Linked DNA regions of Mus musculus: region 2 is linked to region 1. The links are chromatin contacts, called in public Hi-C maps. All regions are on one chromosome and are shown on one strand. The core of a region is the stretch at or near the end of the contact, and the rest is flanking DNA. Distances in the headings are between cores, read along the strand shown. Region 1 holds the start of Rnf6 (ring finger protein (C3H2C3 type) 6). Region 2 holds the start of Brca2 (breast cancer 2, early onset).

Region 1 (3,366 bases), core at 363-2,862:
CCACTTCCAGTATTAAAAAGAAATGGAAGGGACTTCAAGGTAAGGTGAGAGATGAGAGGGCTGGCTTGATGTGTGCCTCTGAAAGACATAGTCAGAGTAAGAAAAAAAATAGACATCTCCCCATCTTAGTCAAAGTTTCTATTGTTGTAAAGAGACACCATGACCAAGGCAACTCTTGTAAAGGAAAGCATTTCATTGGGGCTGGCTTATAGTTGTAGAAGTTTAGTCCATTAGCATCATGGTGGGAAGCATAGCAGTGTGCAGGAGATAATGGTACTAGAGAAGGAGCTGAGAGCTCTACATCTTAATCCATACACAGACAGCAAGGAGGAGACTGAATATGTTTCACACTGGCTGTAGCTTGAGCATCTAAAACCTCAAAGCCTTGCCTCCACAGTGACACACTTCCTCTAACAAAGCCACACCTCCTAATAGTGCCACTCACTATGGCCAAGCATTCAAACACATGGATCTACGGGGACCATTCCTATTCAAACCACCACAATCCCAAATAGAGCTATACAAAGAAAGCTTTAGAGAATCATGAAGCAATTGGATACTAGAAAAAAAACAAAGTCAGGCTACACAGAGACATACACCCACCACTGTCTCCATCACATAGCTCCCTGATGAAGTTGGGGAAAGGAACTCCAACAATAACCTTACTTCCAGAAGGAAACTCAAAGGAAAGTCTTATCCTCAGAACAACAACATAAAAGGACATATAGACAGTTTGGATCAATATTCAAAGGGAGAGAAAATAATCACCAAGCAGGACACCCTAAATAAGACCCAACCCACTTTAAAGCCATTGGTCTCCCCAATTGGGGTCACTTTTCTACAGGAGAAATCTGTAACACTCTCCTATGTTTTAAATATTAAACAGATGGGGAGAGAGGAGGGGAATCCTCCTGATAGACAGTATCACCTTTTACTCTAGTAGTTTCATTGATGCTAAGGCTTGCTACATCATGGTAACAAAGCACCCAGCAAACATGGTAGCACATCCCTAAGAAGGGCAAGAAGCTCACCAGCTAAAGGCCTGCCTGGGCTATATGAGCCCCCGTCTCAAAACAAAACAAAGTCACTCAATAATGAAAGAAGGGAGGAAAGAGTTATGAATCACAGCAGTATGCGCGTATTAAACTGATTAAGCCATTTGGCTGATGGGGGTGTCAGGAAAGGGCCCTACCAGGACCACAAGAAATGGTTGGGTAAATCTGGTGTCATATAATGAAAAAAGAAATTAGACAAGGGATAGCGGGAGAGAAAGAACGTGAATGGTTAATATTGGGAGCTTCGAAGTGCTTTCTCATCACAAGCACTTGATATTTAGTTTCCTCATCCCAGTGAACTACACTAAGGGAAAATTTCAAACTGGGTAGTTAACCCGGGTAGTAATGAGCAACGAACAGCTTGACAGATGCGTTTTTCTCCAGACTTCGTCAAAGGACACTGAAATACGAGAAGAGGAGCTGGCATTTCCAAAGGGTGGAAAGGCGCCTCCGCCTTCGGTCCTGAAGCCGCCACGGGCTCTGAGTGCCTTGACCCGAGCCCGCGACAGCCGGACCTGCGCACAGCAGATGCGGAACTCGGGCGCCGCGGCTCGGCTTCCGGGGAGCGCCGTTTCCAGACGCACCGGCAGGGTCGCTGCAGACGGTGGCCAGTCTTAGTTCTCCGAGGCGGTGCGAGAAGGCCGGAGATCGGACGCTCCTCTCTTAGCTTTCTCTCCGCCAGGTCGACTCCGAGCAGCAACACAGACTCTGAGCTTCGCGCCTCAGGGGAAGATTAGAGGGCGTAGCGGCCTTCGAAGGCTCGGCCAAGAACCTTCCGCCCCCTCGCCGCCTCGGTGAGAACAACCGCGGGTCATCGCGCTGGAGGTGGGGTCGGGGGGAGGGGGCGTTGGGTACACGGGGCGGGGGAAGGGTCATTTGGTGAGTCTCACTACTACTTCCGGGAGACGCCTCGGAGAGGAGGACGTGCTAGGGGGCGGGGTTCCGAGGGGAGAGACACTTACCTCTTATCCGATTGGCTTATTGCTTGCTGGTTGAGCTTTGCTAGTTGCTGATTGGCCGGCCCCAAAGCCAAATCCAGGTCGCAGGGGAAGCGTTACTTGAGGCTAGATTGAGGTGAGATTGGTCGGGTTCCTGAGTCCAGTTCGTTTACTGGAGTAGGGACTTCATCTTAACCCTAGTCGGGGGCCTCGATTAACAGGATAAGGAAAAGAACCAGTAGCGGGATGGTGGGGGCGGTTGACAACGAAGTGAAGGCTTAGAACTAAACTAACTTCCTCACCTAACCCTAGCTACACCCAGATGGGAACGTGATACGGTACGAAGGCCTTTGAGAAAGGAGGAGGCGCAATCCTCGGAGCGGTGACAGTGTAGGAGGAGAGACCTTCTGGGAGGTTTTTTTTTTTTTTTTGTTATCTAATTGTATGAGTCTCTAATTACCTAGATGATGGTATAACAGAACCTTCTGGAGAATTTAGCTCTGGCTTTGCAGAGGAGTCGGGAGACTACTGGGTGTTCCGGGACTTCAAAGAGGCAGTTTGCTGAATAATACAACTTTTGTTTTTATTCAGATGAGCAGCTCTCAAAAGAGGCACAAACATCAGAAGCATGGATACAGTCTCATCTGTTAGAAGAATGTTCAAAGGAAAATAAGGTATTCATTTTGCCTTACTTATGCTTAGTTAATCCAAGAATATTGCCTTGGAGGAGAAGATCTCTGGTTTTTTAATATTTTAAAGAACTTGACTTTTTTTGTCATTAGATTTCCACTTATTAAACATCTGTTTCAAAAATCAAGTTTCTAAGCTGGGCGTGGTGGTGCACGCCTTTAATCCCAGCACTTGGGAGGCAGAAGCAGGCGGATTTCTGAGTTCGAGGCCAGCCTGGTCTACAGAGTGTGTTCCAGGACAGCCAGGGATATACAGAGAAACCCTGTCTCGAAACACCCCCCCCACCCAAAAAAAAAAAACCAAGTTTCTGCTGTGACCACCAAAAATGCACTTTGCTAATAGTTACTGATTGCAGTGCAAATGGAAATCCTTTACTTTTTGATATTATTAATTAAATTAACATCTGAGTGAATCTTGCTCCCCCCAAGGGGTCTCATATGTGTGTGTGTGTGTGTGTGTGTGTGCGCGCACACACACACACATTCTTGAATGTTCTAGAATTCACTCTGTAGACCAGGCTGCTCTGGAGCACACAGAGATTAGTCTGCCTCTCTCCTGAGTGCTAGGAATGAAGACATGTGTTACTACACCTAGTTTAGTGGTTGGTTTTGTGTGTTAACTTGACACAAGCCAGAGTCATCACAGAGAAAAGAGCCTCAGTTGAGGAAATGCCTCCATGAGAT
Region 2 (3,349 bases), core at 696-3,195, 4.3 Mb before region 1:
CATGTAGCATTTTTGCAGACAGAAGTTTGGCAGGCATTTTCTCTAGAATGAAGTGGGCTTTTATAGTAAAGACAAAAGTGTGTTGCTAATGATGAGATGTGAGCTTTCAAAATGAAATTAACAATTTCTAGAGAACTAACAGTAGCTGACTTCTTCCAGACTTCAAAAACTTATCAGATCAGTTGTAATATTAATGGATGTGATCTTTTTCATGCACTGTCAATATTTATTTATGATATCTAATTCAGAGCCTGGTGTGGCTGTTCACACTGCAATCCCAGCACTCAGGAAGGTCACTGCAAGTTTGAAACCAGCCTGATCTACATAGCAAATCGTAAATCAGTCATGGTTACGGAGCAAGACGATGTCATTTAACAGAGAAAGCTAGGGTTGGAGAAATGACTCAGTGGTTAAGAAGCTCTTGGGTTAAGAAGCTCTTGCAGAAGACCCAAACTCAGTCTAGCATCTACATCACAGCCCACAACCAACCTGCAACTCCAGCTCCAGGGGACCTGATGTCCTCTTCTGACTTCTGTAGGCACCGACACACACAGAGCAAATACACAAACACACTCATACAGCTCAAAACAAAATAAGTCATAAAAGGTTTGAAAAGTGTTCATCACTAGCATCACCAATGCTTCTGATTTGCTCGTAGCCCTTTCAAAACAGTTCTTTCCACTGGAAGTCAAAGAGTTAGTTCCCCATCAGTTTAGGTATTCTACATCATCTGATTGACCAGGAAAAGATTATGTTAACTGGATCTGACTCCACGACCTGTTTACAGCACAAATCACCTTCAACTCCTGATCCTCCTGCCTCTACCTCCCAAAGGTGAGATTACAGGAATCAGCTAATGCCTGCTAAATTGATGCTGAGGAACAAATGCAGAGACCAGGGTCACTTTCATCCCTCTTTTGTGTTTTGTTTTTAATTAGGTCTAAGCTCTGTTGCTCCTGACATCCAGGAATTCCCTATGTAGCCCAAGTTGGCCTTGAACTCATTTAATCCACCTGGCTCAGTTTTCTGCCTCAGCTTCCATAGGATTATAACCTAGCTCAAGTAATTTTTTGTTTGTTTTTCTGAGACAGAGGCTCTCTATAAAGCCCTTTATCTCTCTCTTTAGACTAGGCTGGCCTCAAACTCAGAGAAGTCCACCTGCCTCTGTCTCCCAGGTGCTGGGGTTTTTGTTTGTTTTTAAAGCAAGCATTCACCTTGACTTATTTTATTGAAAATATTTTTTTAATGGGACTTAATTTACCAGGTTTTATAAAATTCCTCAATACCTGCTGTGCTGCATCTCGCCTTAAAAATTTCCCAAAAAGTTGGTCTCCTTTTGTATTCAACGGGCATTTTCTCTACAGTATTTCTCCGATGCTCGGTAAGGAAGTCTGCAAAAGAGAAAATAACAGACACTGCACAAGCCTGGTTTCTTGTGACAGGTAAAACCAGAATCGCTTGGAAGCTTATCCTACCTCAGGCCTATCTTTTGGGACAAGAGCAGAACTTATCATGAAGATGGGGACAGTTTATAACTGTGCTTCCAACCAAGTGGCTACTAGATACATCACAGCACCCGAAAGTGGCTATGGTGGGAGTCAATGACAAGACAAACCTAACGTTATTTAGAATTATTCACATTGACTAATCAGGGAGCCGAGACACACACGTTAGGTAATCCGGCGACTGCAGAACGGGGCAGCTACCGCGGACTCTGGACGCGCCGGATCCCTCTGGGAGGACGCCGCGGGCTGCACCGGGGCAGCTGCTCCGGGTGGCCGTGAAGGAGGTCGACTGGCTCCTCCGGGGTGTCAGGCGCGTCCCTCACGGCCTCACGACCCCGGAGCGCACGCCCGCCACACCCGGCCGCACCGACCCGCTCCGCTCCCGCAGCGGTAGCTGACTGACGGCAACGCCTCACGGCTCCCGCTCCCGCGAAAAGCCCGCGCTCTGCCCGTGACGTCATGACCCCGCGACGGGGACGCGGCGCGAGTGCCACCGGGAAGTCAGCGAGCAGCTCCTTCTGTGCCTGTTCCCGGCTAGCATGTGCTCGCCCATCCCCAGCCGAATTCCTTTCTTCCCCTCACGATATGTGTGTGTGTCTGTTTCCCGCTGTGGCCTAAAATTTTGTTTATACTTTCTTTTTCTGTATCTTCGGGGTTCTTGGAGTTCTGTTTACTTTAACCCTGAAGATAGACTTGGAAGGGATTCTTTGGATCTCTTTACCCTCTTCTCAATGTCGTCACATTAAATAAATCTTTCAGCTTTACACTTTTAATTTGGCGCTTTTAATTGTCTTATTGAGGACGGGTGGTAGGACCTGGGCTCAAGTGTTCTCTCTCCTTCTCCCCCTCCCCCTCTTTTCTCTCTCATACACACACACACACACACACACACACGCACGCACGCAGTTAAATAGCAGTCCTGCAATATTAGTACTCCTTTCTGCAGGTTTTAGGATGCGATCACCGTATTTCCCGACTTTTCCAGAAACTGGCCTAGAAAACTGAAACATTATTACCTCTCCCCTGAATTTACTGAGTAACAAGCCCAGTGCATGGCTTACTGTAGGTTTGTAGTTTGAACTTTAGAAAGCCCTCGACTGGATCCAACAAGAGATCTTAGAGGCCTTGCTGCTTCCAGAACATGATTAAGCAGTTAAAAGGTCCTCTTGGATTAGAAAAACAATGACCTGCGGTTGGGGAATCTGGCTCAATAGTAGAGACTCTGGGTCTGGGTTAGATACTCAGCACTACAATAAAGACGATTGAGAAAAGTCTGCTTGGTTTATTGGTATCAATTTTGTCTGGTAAGCTGTAATCCTTAGTTTTAGCAAGAAGTATCACTATTGTAAAAAAATACTAAAACTTTTGATGTAGGTCTGCTTAGCAAAGAAGAGGCCTATGATATTATCTAGTAATAAACTACTGCTTGCTGAACGTTTCTAACAATACTATGAAGTGTTTAGCATTGTCCAGTGGGTAAAAACTAGCCTGGTAGACGTTCTAAATTTAGATTCAAATCCATTTGGTTTTGTTAGCTTGTAAAATGAGACAAAGGTGACATATGTCTTTAATCCCAGCACTTGGGAGGCAGAGGCAGGCTGATCTCTATGAGTTCGAGGCTAGCCTGGTCTACACAGAGAAACTCTGTCTTGGAAAAAAAACATATTGGGGCCAGAGAGACAGCTGAACAGTTGAGGGCACTGGCTGCTCTTCCAGAGGTCCTCAATTCAATTTCCAGCACCCTCATGATGACTTACAACCATCTGTAATGGGATCTGATGCCTTCTCCTGGCGTGCAGATAGATGTACATGCAGACAAAGCACTCAAACAATAAAATGCACAG

What was found. A called contact is a pair of places that touch in the nucleus more often than the background predicts.
Region 2: a Hi-C map of B cells shows a contact between it and region 1, with 7 read pairs. The contact joins the promoter of Brca2 here to the promoter of Rnf6 in region 1. A contact is called at or near these places in 1 of 39 promoter capture datasets (cranial neural crest) and 1 of 484 Hi-C or Micro-C datasets (B cells).

What each region holds. Positions count from the first base shown.
Region 1 is chr5:146,219,703-146,223,068 of GRCm38.p6, reverse strand. It overlaps Rnf6 (ring finger protein (C3H2C3 type) 6), which reads left to right and starts at 1,612. Exons shown (of 5, transcript NM_028774.3): 1 at 1,612-1,849; 2 at 2,585-2,667.
Region 2 is chr5:150,521,217-150,524,565 of GRCm38.p6, reverse strand. It overlaps Brca2 (breast cancer 2, early onset), which reads right to left and starts at 1,945. Exons shown (of 27, transcript NM_009765.3): 1 at 1,670-1,945; 2 at 1,287-1,391. The coding sequence starts at 1,353.